Linked DNA regions of Mus musculus: region 1 is linked to region 2. A link is a contact called in public Hi-C data. All regions are on one chromosome and are shown on one strand. The core of a region is the stretch at or near the end of the contact, and the rest is flanking DNA. Distances in the headings are between cores, read along the strand shown. Region 1 overlaps Maml3 (mastermind like transcriptional coactivator 3). Region 2 overlaps Maml3 (mastermind like transcriptional coactivator 3).

Region 1 (4,103 bases), core at 541-3,040, 320 kb after region 2:
ATTAAAAACAAAACAAAACAAAAAACAAAGGCTTAGTAGATGTTTTCCTTCCTCTTGGAACTAAAGGTCTTACTCTCCATGAACACTCTCAATTTCTGCTTTTAAAATAGAACTCTGGGTAAGGGGGGAAAGATGCCGTAGTACAATTAACTGAGTATGCCAATGAATGCACAGAGTGAATGTCTCCACCAACAGAACCCTGCATCTGTGAAATGAATGTGAAAGACCATCTCCAGTATAGCTCGAGGGAGGAATGGTCTCCTCAGCTGACACTGGCATTCATGTTCAGACTCAAGAACAAGTGTGGAAGTTCACTTCTTTGGGACTCTAAACATGTGCAAAATACTCCTTGACTGAAACTAAAAACAGGTGCAAAATGTAAATATATCCAATTTTTGAACTGAGATATTTCTGGAAAAGGTAAATATATATGTATATATATATGTGTGTGTGTGACAATTCATTATTAGATGGATAGTAAAATAACTATTTTGCAAAATTAAAATTCACATATATGTATGTGCCTTTAAAGGCACATATGTGTGTGTGTGTGTGTGTGTGTGTGTGTGTATATATATATATATATATATATATATATATACACACATAAATATGCTTTTAAAAACGTGTGCATGAAATGGGGAGGGCTTGTGCACATGAGGACCCTCCAAAGCTGGAGAACAGCATCAGACGTTTGGTAACATCCACCTGTGTGCTGGGAAGCAGTTAGTGCTCCAACTGCAGAGCCATCCCTCCAGCCCCAAACTGATTTCTTAACAAAGCAAATATCATCCTTTTGAACTTTGCATTTGAACCTAACAAATTTTCCCGCAAAATATGCAAATGAGACACACATTCACGTGTCTATTTTAATCCAGAAAATGGGTACTGATTCACCTTACTTTGAAAGAAAAGTGATGGAGAAACATGTGCCAACTCTGAACTCTAACCATCCAACCTGCAACACTCTGGTTTGCTGACAGCATTTCTTGTTATTTTATTCTTTCCTTGAGATTCAGAAAAGCTGATTCCACAGAAACAAACAAGATGGGACTACAAAATGGCTAAGCAAGTAAAGGCGGTTGCCGCCAAGCGGGAGGAGCTGAGTTTGATTCCCAGGACAACCTACATGGTACAAGGATAAAACCAACTTGTCTTCTGACCTCTGTAGTGAGTGCCCCCTAAAATAAATAAGTGTAATTTAAAACCGAAAATAAAAACACCGTCCTGAAGAGGTTAAACACAAGACTGAAAATCTCTTTCTCTTTGCTGATACTTTCACACAATACAAAAGGCTGTATTCGGGCGGCTGGGCGTGGTGGCATTTGGGAGGCAGAAGCAAGTAGATCTCTGTGAGTTCAGGGACAGCTAGAAATACGCAGTAAGATCCTGTCTCAGGGACCAGGGACGAAAAAAAGAAAGAGAGAGAGAGAGAGAGAGAGAGAGAGAGAGAGAGAGAGAGAGAGAGAGAGAGAGAGAGAAAGCAAGCTAGAGCTGTACTACAATGGCTACATATTCTGAACAACCAGCCAAATTAATCAAGCTATGCTGCATAAACGAGATCTGAAGTGTCGCTCGGGCGCTCTCCTGGGAAAGACACCCACACAGAGAACATTTCTCTTGCTTGTTCTCTTGCGCTCCTGACGGACAGGAGAAATCAAGAGGACGTATGTTCTACAAAACCAAATGATCAACCTGAATCGACTGCCTGGGTTCAATCCCTTCCCGATGCCGCGGGAAAGTGCCGCTCTAAGCCCAGGCGCTAGCCCCACTGCTTCCCTCCCGCCATCCTGGGCAGCTGTGGGCTCTTGCAGACAAAACCATTAGAGCTGGCTGACACCCCACGGGGCAGGAAATGAATCACCGCTTTACTCAACCGAAACTGCGGCAGGTTTTAAGGAAGCTAAGCACAGTTGGCCAAATTGAATCAGTAGCAGTTAGCTGGTAAAGAAGTGTCGAGGGACTGTGACCAATGACAAAGGATTAGCATTTTGGATCTGCTTTTCCACTCTCGGAGCAGATTTTTAGCAAGCACAGGTGCCTTTCGTGTAAGGTTCCCTGTGGCTGCACAGACCACCAACAGGTCCCTGCGAGGACATGCTAGACACCCGAGGTAGGTGAGGCTCCTTGACACATCCAGAGGTCCAGGCTCTGGCTGCCTTTGGTTTTCACTGGAATATGTCTTTTTAAAAAGGGTCAGTTTCTTCCTCAAATTTAGAAGTTCTACAGTTTGTTCTCAAAAATTGGGGCTCTGTCTCATGTGAACTGAGGTAGGTCTTAGATCTTAATACAAGAAAAATGGGAGTTAGGGGCAAAGCCATTATCTTCGATTTTCTTTACTACAACCTGAAAGCAAACATTTGTGAGGCTAATGACAATGATCCAAACACTGAATTTTCTTAAACCCAGGCTATTGTCTTCCTTCAGACGATGCTTCTCTGACTTGTCTGCTGACCACACAGAAACCTAATTTTTAAGCCGAAAGCTAGTTTCAAATGTAGCTTTATGTTTTATGCGCATTTTTAATACAGACCTTTAAAAGTCTAATTTGCAGAATATTTCCCTAAGAAAACAATCAGGTGTTTCCTAGGTAACAAAGCAAGGCATTCCCAATTAGAAAGAAGTCTTTTCCACAGTTCTGTTTAGAAATCAAAATACATCTAAGTTGACAGATGACAGAAATTGGTCAAATCAAATTTTTCCCCTCCAAGTCCCACAAAGGTACACGTTAAAAGTTTCTAAATTACAGCCAGATCTCCAAAGAGTTACAATCGTCTCAGGTTAGCACAGGAGTAGAACAGGTTTTGTAAGCACACCACACAACATCTGAGGTCATTAGTTCATATTTGAGAAGAAAGCTACTTGGCTCAGCTGGTAAAGGCACTTGCCACCAAGACTGACTGCTTTGAGTTTGATGCCCAGGAGCTGAACAGTAGAGGGAATTGACTCCTGAAGGCTGTCCTCTGCCTTCCAAATGCACACTGTGGGATACACACACACACACACACACACACACACACACACACACAAGCTAAATAAATGTTATTAAGAGAGAGAGAGAGAAGCAGAGAGAGAGAGAAAGATAGAATTTTTAGTCCACAAAACTGACATAGTGCATAGGTAATTCTTGGGAAACCTGTGTGTGACATTTCTAGGGTTTCTCACAGGCCACTGCACATAGTAATTTATGCAAATACCTCAGAGAAACAAACCTAAAGAAAGCCCACTGGCTCATACCTTCTAATGCCTGCAGTAAACAAGGAGATTCACAACTGCAGGCCTTTCTTCATCCCACAGCTAGACATCTGGCAGAACAGATGCCCCTTCATCAGCCACAACCTCCACATCTAAACATTTAAGAGTTTGGTTTTTTTTCTATTTTTCCTAATGTGTTCGGCCTTCTAAAATATTAGTCATGGGCTGGAGTAGAGGGTAGTGACAAAACATTTGCCTAGTACACAGGAGGTCTTTCCTGAAAATAAGTAACAGCCGTAGCAACAGCAACAACTATCTATGGATAGAATATATGGAACCAGACGTAGGCTTACTAGCTATAGAACCGTGGTCAAGGCCCGAGACCATTCTTGTGCCTCAGTTTCCCCAGCTGAAAACATCCCTACCTCCCTGGTTAGCTCTGAAGATGAAATGAGTCACTGAATGTTTTACTGATTAGTACAGCACATACTATAAATACCACATGAGTGTTAACCAATCCACGGGTGAAGACCGGGCATTAGAACAAAGATTATGGCAGGCGTCCTATTTACGCCAGTATGAAAGAGTGAGTTCCTACCAAGACCACAGTGTGCAACACTGAAGGGTTTCAGAAAGCCCCGGTTCATTCCTATGGTCAAGAGTTATATTACAGTGCTGCACCAGGGGAGACAACCCAACAGTCCCCAGCTCCAAAAGTAACATCTGTGAGAGTCACTTCAGAGCCAGGCCCAGTGCTAATCAGATTCTCTTTCATTGTCCCACACAGCAAAGGAGGACACACCAGGGAAGGACACTGGGCCCTGCATGCACAGTGTAATCCTTTAAACCAAACCAATTATTTTCCTAAGGGATGTGGGGACAATGAAAGCTTGACAGGAAGAGAAGTG
Region 2 (3,793 bases), core at 352-2,851:
TTTTTCTTTTTAACCAACTAGACATAATGACAACTTCAGTTCATGAGGACAAAGAAATAGATGCATTAGGTCTTAATTGTCTGTTGGATAGGCTTCTTTAGAGGGTTCTGCCAAATGAACAGGGCTCTTAGACCAACATACACCCACTAAACGTAGGTGGCCTTCCTGCTAGCTTGTTTGGCTGGCCTGTAATGAAAGGTCAAGCTGGCCAGGGAGCAGCTGTAGGGGGGCTGGCAAGAGTCAGTGTGCCTGGAACCCATGGAGAAACTGTATCCAGCTTCTCTGCAGGCAGATTGCTCTGCTGCAGAGCCTGTGGCTTTTGGCACCTGGGTTCCATTTGTCCCCCCCTCCTTCTTTCGGAAGAGGATTTGACGCCACCAAGGAAGGACCTTATAATGTTATTTACTGCTATTTCCTACGCCCCAAATTTGGCTTTAGGCTGCCTATTTTCAGTATTTGGGAACCTCAAGACGGGAGCAAGGCATGAAACCTGCAGCGAATATGAAGCCTTCCCCAGGGCTTGGCATTTAGCTGCAGCTCCAGCAGGCATTTAGAATTAAAAAAAAAAAAAAAAAAAAAAAAGGTTCATGCAGGCTTTCCAAGTACAGGGCCTTAAAGGCAACATGGCTCCGAAATCCCCTTTGTGCTGTGGAGCTGTGGGAAGGGACAATGAGTGACACGCTGCCCGGTGTCCCCATGTAAATGCTACCTCGAGGATACAGTTTTTACCAGGCAGATGGCTCATTTCTGGTCTGTAGCCTCATTTTTCCAGTGTTCCTCATGTACTTGTGAAGTTCTGCCCCTGGAGTCAGGTCCTAATTGGTGTCAAACGCTCAGAGACAAAAGTGAGGTTTGCGCATCATTCATGCGAAGGCTGTAACTGCAGTGACGGGCGGGCCCTGGCTCCAGCCACGCCTGTGGCCAGCAGGACCTGCTGTTGCAGACCTGCTCAAAACTACTGAATGCCAGGCTAAATACCTCTCTGTCATCACTGCCCATCTCCCGACTCTAGCATGTCTTTATGCTGGGGTCCTCTTTAGGTTATCTGTATGTTGACCTTAGTCTGGCTCTAGCAAATCTGGGTAGGGTTGAGGGGGACCCCCATTCATCTCACTACAGATTTGGGGGCCACCCAGCAGACAGGTAATCCTAATAGCCAGGACTCTGCAGTCAGCGAACGGCCGTCTGATTGGATGCACATTCATCTTCAAATTATGTTGTGTGACAGCCTGGGCTGCTGAACACCATTTTAACATGCAGATTGACTCCTCTGAGGCTGTTCATTATGCATTTAGCGGCCTGTTTTCAGACTAACCAGCATGTCAGAGAGGCCCTATCCTTTTTCCACCTGGGTGGAAGAAATCGCTTGCTGACTGTGGGGGAGCATGGATATTAAAATGCATGTTTATTTTTCCGAGTATCCACATATAACAACGTCCCCACCCCACCCCCGCCGCCGCCAGTGCAGGAGGAGAGAAGAAAAGGGGCAGACAGCTTTGACTCTGAAGCAAAGAAAATGGCTATGCCAAACAAGCCAGTCTCTGTGGAAGACAGGAGCTGACAAGGCCAGGCCAGCCTGATGCCTCCCGGCTGCCCTGGCTGCCCGCAAGCCAGCCTGGGTGCGTCCACACAAGCGCTCTTCTGAGACATGCACAGACCCTCTCTTCTCTTGTACACACAGCCCCAAGTATTTTAAGCAGCACACTTCCAATTTCCTGTTTCTAAAATTGTCTCGCATCTCCAATGGCATTCCATGCAATCCTGGCAAGTCACAGGCTCAGGGGCTGAGCCAATTCCACTCCAAGGACAGTGAGAGTCCTGTGTCTGCTGAGGAACAACCAAGTAGGGCCCTGGGTCACTCACCCCTCATCTCTTCCTGGTGTGACTTAACCTCAGTCTGCTGGGACTTTGTCTCCATGACCTCTCTGTGACCTCTAGCTGCTATTGGGCAAACACCCAATAACATCTCTCTCTCTCTCTTTCTCTCCCTCTCCCTCTGTTGTGCCTATGACCCCTAGCTGCTACTATGTGAGCACTGCCATTTCCTCTGTGTGTGTGAGGGTGGGATATGAATATGTGTGTCTGTGCATGTATGTGTGTCTGTGTGTCTATGTCCTTCAGCTGCTATTGGGTGAATACTGCCATTTCCTCTGTTTGTGTGTGTGTTTGGGGGGCGAGCTATGGGTATGTCTTGTACCTGGTGTGTGTGTGTGTGTGAGATCTCCAGTTGCTACTGGGTGAGCATGTCCATTTCCTGTGTGTGTGTTGGGGGAAGGGGTATATGTGTTGTGTATGTGTGTGTATATATGGTGAATGTGATATATACATGTATGTGTGATGTGTATGCGTTCGGTGTGGTGTGTGTATGTGTGTGTTGTATGCTTGCTGTGGTATGGTGAGGATGCTGTGTGTGTGATATGTGCATGTCCTTTCTTGATGCACTTGCAGTAGTTTTAAGATTTCATTCCTGTCCCACATAGTGCCTAACGGTGGCATTTTTTTCCCCCATGTGTTTGAAAGACTCCTTACTTTCTAGGCAAGAGCTTCACTATTGCTGGGCATAGTGGCGAACGCCTTTAGTCCCAGCACTTGGGAGGCAGAGGCAGGTGGATTTCTGAGTTCTAGGTCAGCCTGGTCTACAGAGTGAGTTCCAGGACAGCCAGGGCTATACAAAGAAATCCTGTCTCGAAAAACAACAACAACAACCACCCTCCACTATTGACCTATATCTGTGACCTGTGACCTATATCTGCGGCCCTCGCCTCCTGAGAGGACCCCAGTTCCTTCAGTCTCTGTGGTGGGCTACGCTTGCTGTGCACACAGCACTCCCCTCTGTCATCGGATGTGGGAGGCTCTCCACCGCCTTCCTCTGCTGCCTTGAAAGAATGGTTCTTCAGGGGCTGAGGAGCTTGGCTTGAGAACGCAAGCTCAGAGGCCAGGGCTGAGAGCAGCCACCCTGCCACATGTCCCCAGAGGGCAGGCATGTGTGCTTAAGAGCTTCTGGGTCTTTTGGGGTGGTGTTAAATGCTGCTCTCAAAGATGTGGCTGGGGCTTTGCTATTTACATGAAAATATTACATAGTATGTCCAGAGGGCTCCAGGCACAAAATAAAGCAGAAGGCAGAGCTGCGTTCTGGATTCTGCCGGCATGGCCGTCAGTGGGCATGAAAGGGCTCTGTTGCTTACTCAGGGACTGTGGTACTCCTGAGGAGAGAACCTGAGCGTGGAAACTGTGCCCTTTTGTTTTCACATGGAGTGTGGCGATCCCCACTGGCAGGAACAGGTTGCATGCGGTTGCGAGGCTGTAGCTGGCTGGAGTCACACTGCGGAGTATTATCTGAAAAGGTCTCAACCAGGGAGAACAATATGGCTACCCGGTGCCAGAGGCAACGCTTAGCGATCTGCCCCTTCATTCACACATCTCAACAGCCCTTTATTTGTTTATTTCTGTAACTAGAAACACGGGAGTTCTTAATTTTAAAGTGCTACTGAAGGATTTGTCCTCGAAATACTGTTTAAGGGAAAAATCCTTGAAGGGGCACAAAAGAGACTAATGGTATTAATCAGGTTACCTCTGAACAAGACTGTTGGGTGGTGATAAGCTGCCATCCTGATCCAGTATGGCTGGTGTTCATATCAGAAGAGGGGAATTTGGAAGTAGAAGGACAAGGGACACTATGCTAGGACACAAGGCAAAGGCAGTCATCTCTACACCCAAGGAGCCTCAGAAGAAATGGAGCCTGTCAACATAGCGATCTCAGGTTTGCCATCTCCCCAACTCTGAGGAAATGAAA

The links. A called contact is a pair of places that touch in the nucleus more often than the background predicts.
Region 1: a Hi-C map of cerebellar granule neurons shows a contact between it and region 2, with 2.0 times the contacts expected there. The contact joins two enhancer-like sites. A contact is called at or near these places in 1 of 484 Hi-C or Micro-C datasets (cerebellar granule neurons) and 7 of 115 datasets of contacts at active chromatin or transcription factors (acute myeloid leukemia, effector CD8 T cells, embryonic hindbrain and 4 more).

What each region holds. Positions count from the first base shown.
Region 1 is chr3:52,068,206-52,072,308 of GRCm38.p6, forward strand. The region is part of intron 1 of Maml3 (mastermind like transcriptional coactivator 3); the gene reads right to left. Among named protein-coding and RNA genes, the nearest start is that of Maml3, 35 kb to the right of the region's middle. Within about 2 kb of position 1,791, at least 340 of the 459 cell types and tissues checked have an H3K27ac peak or open chromatin away from gene starts, as enhancers often do. A contact at or near this core is called in acute myeloid leukemia and cerebellar granule neurons, where this site is marked.
Region 2 is chr3:51,748,365-51,752,157 of GRCm38.p6, forward strand. All of the region lies in intron 2 of Maml3 (mastermind like transcriptional coactivator 3), which reads right to left. Among named protein-coding and RNA genes, the nearest start is that of Gm46803, 43 kb to the left of the region's middle. Within about 2 kb of position 1,602, at least 119 of the 459 cell types and tissues checked have an H3K27ac peak or open chromatin away from gene starts, as enhancers often do. A contact at or near this core is called in acute myeloid leukemia and cerebellar granule neurons, where this site is marked.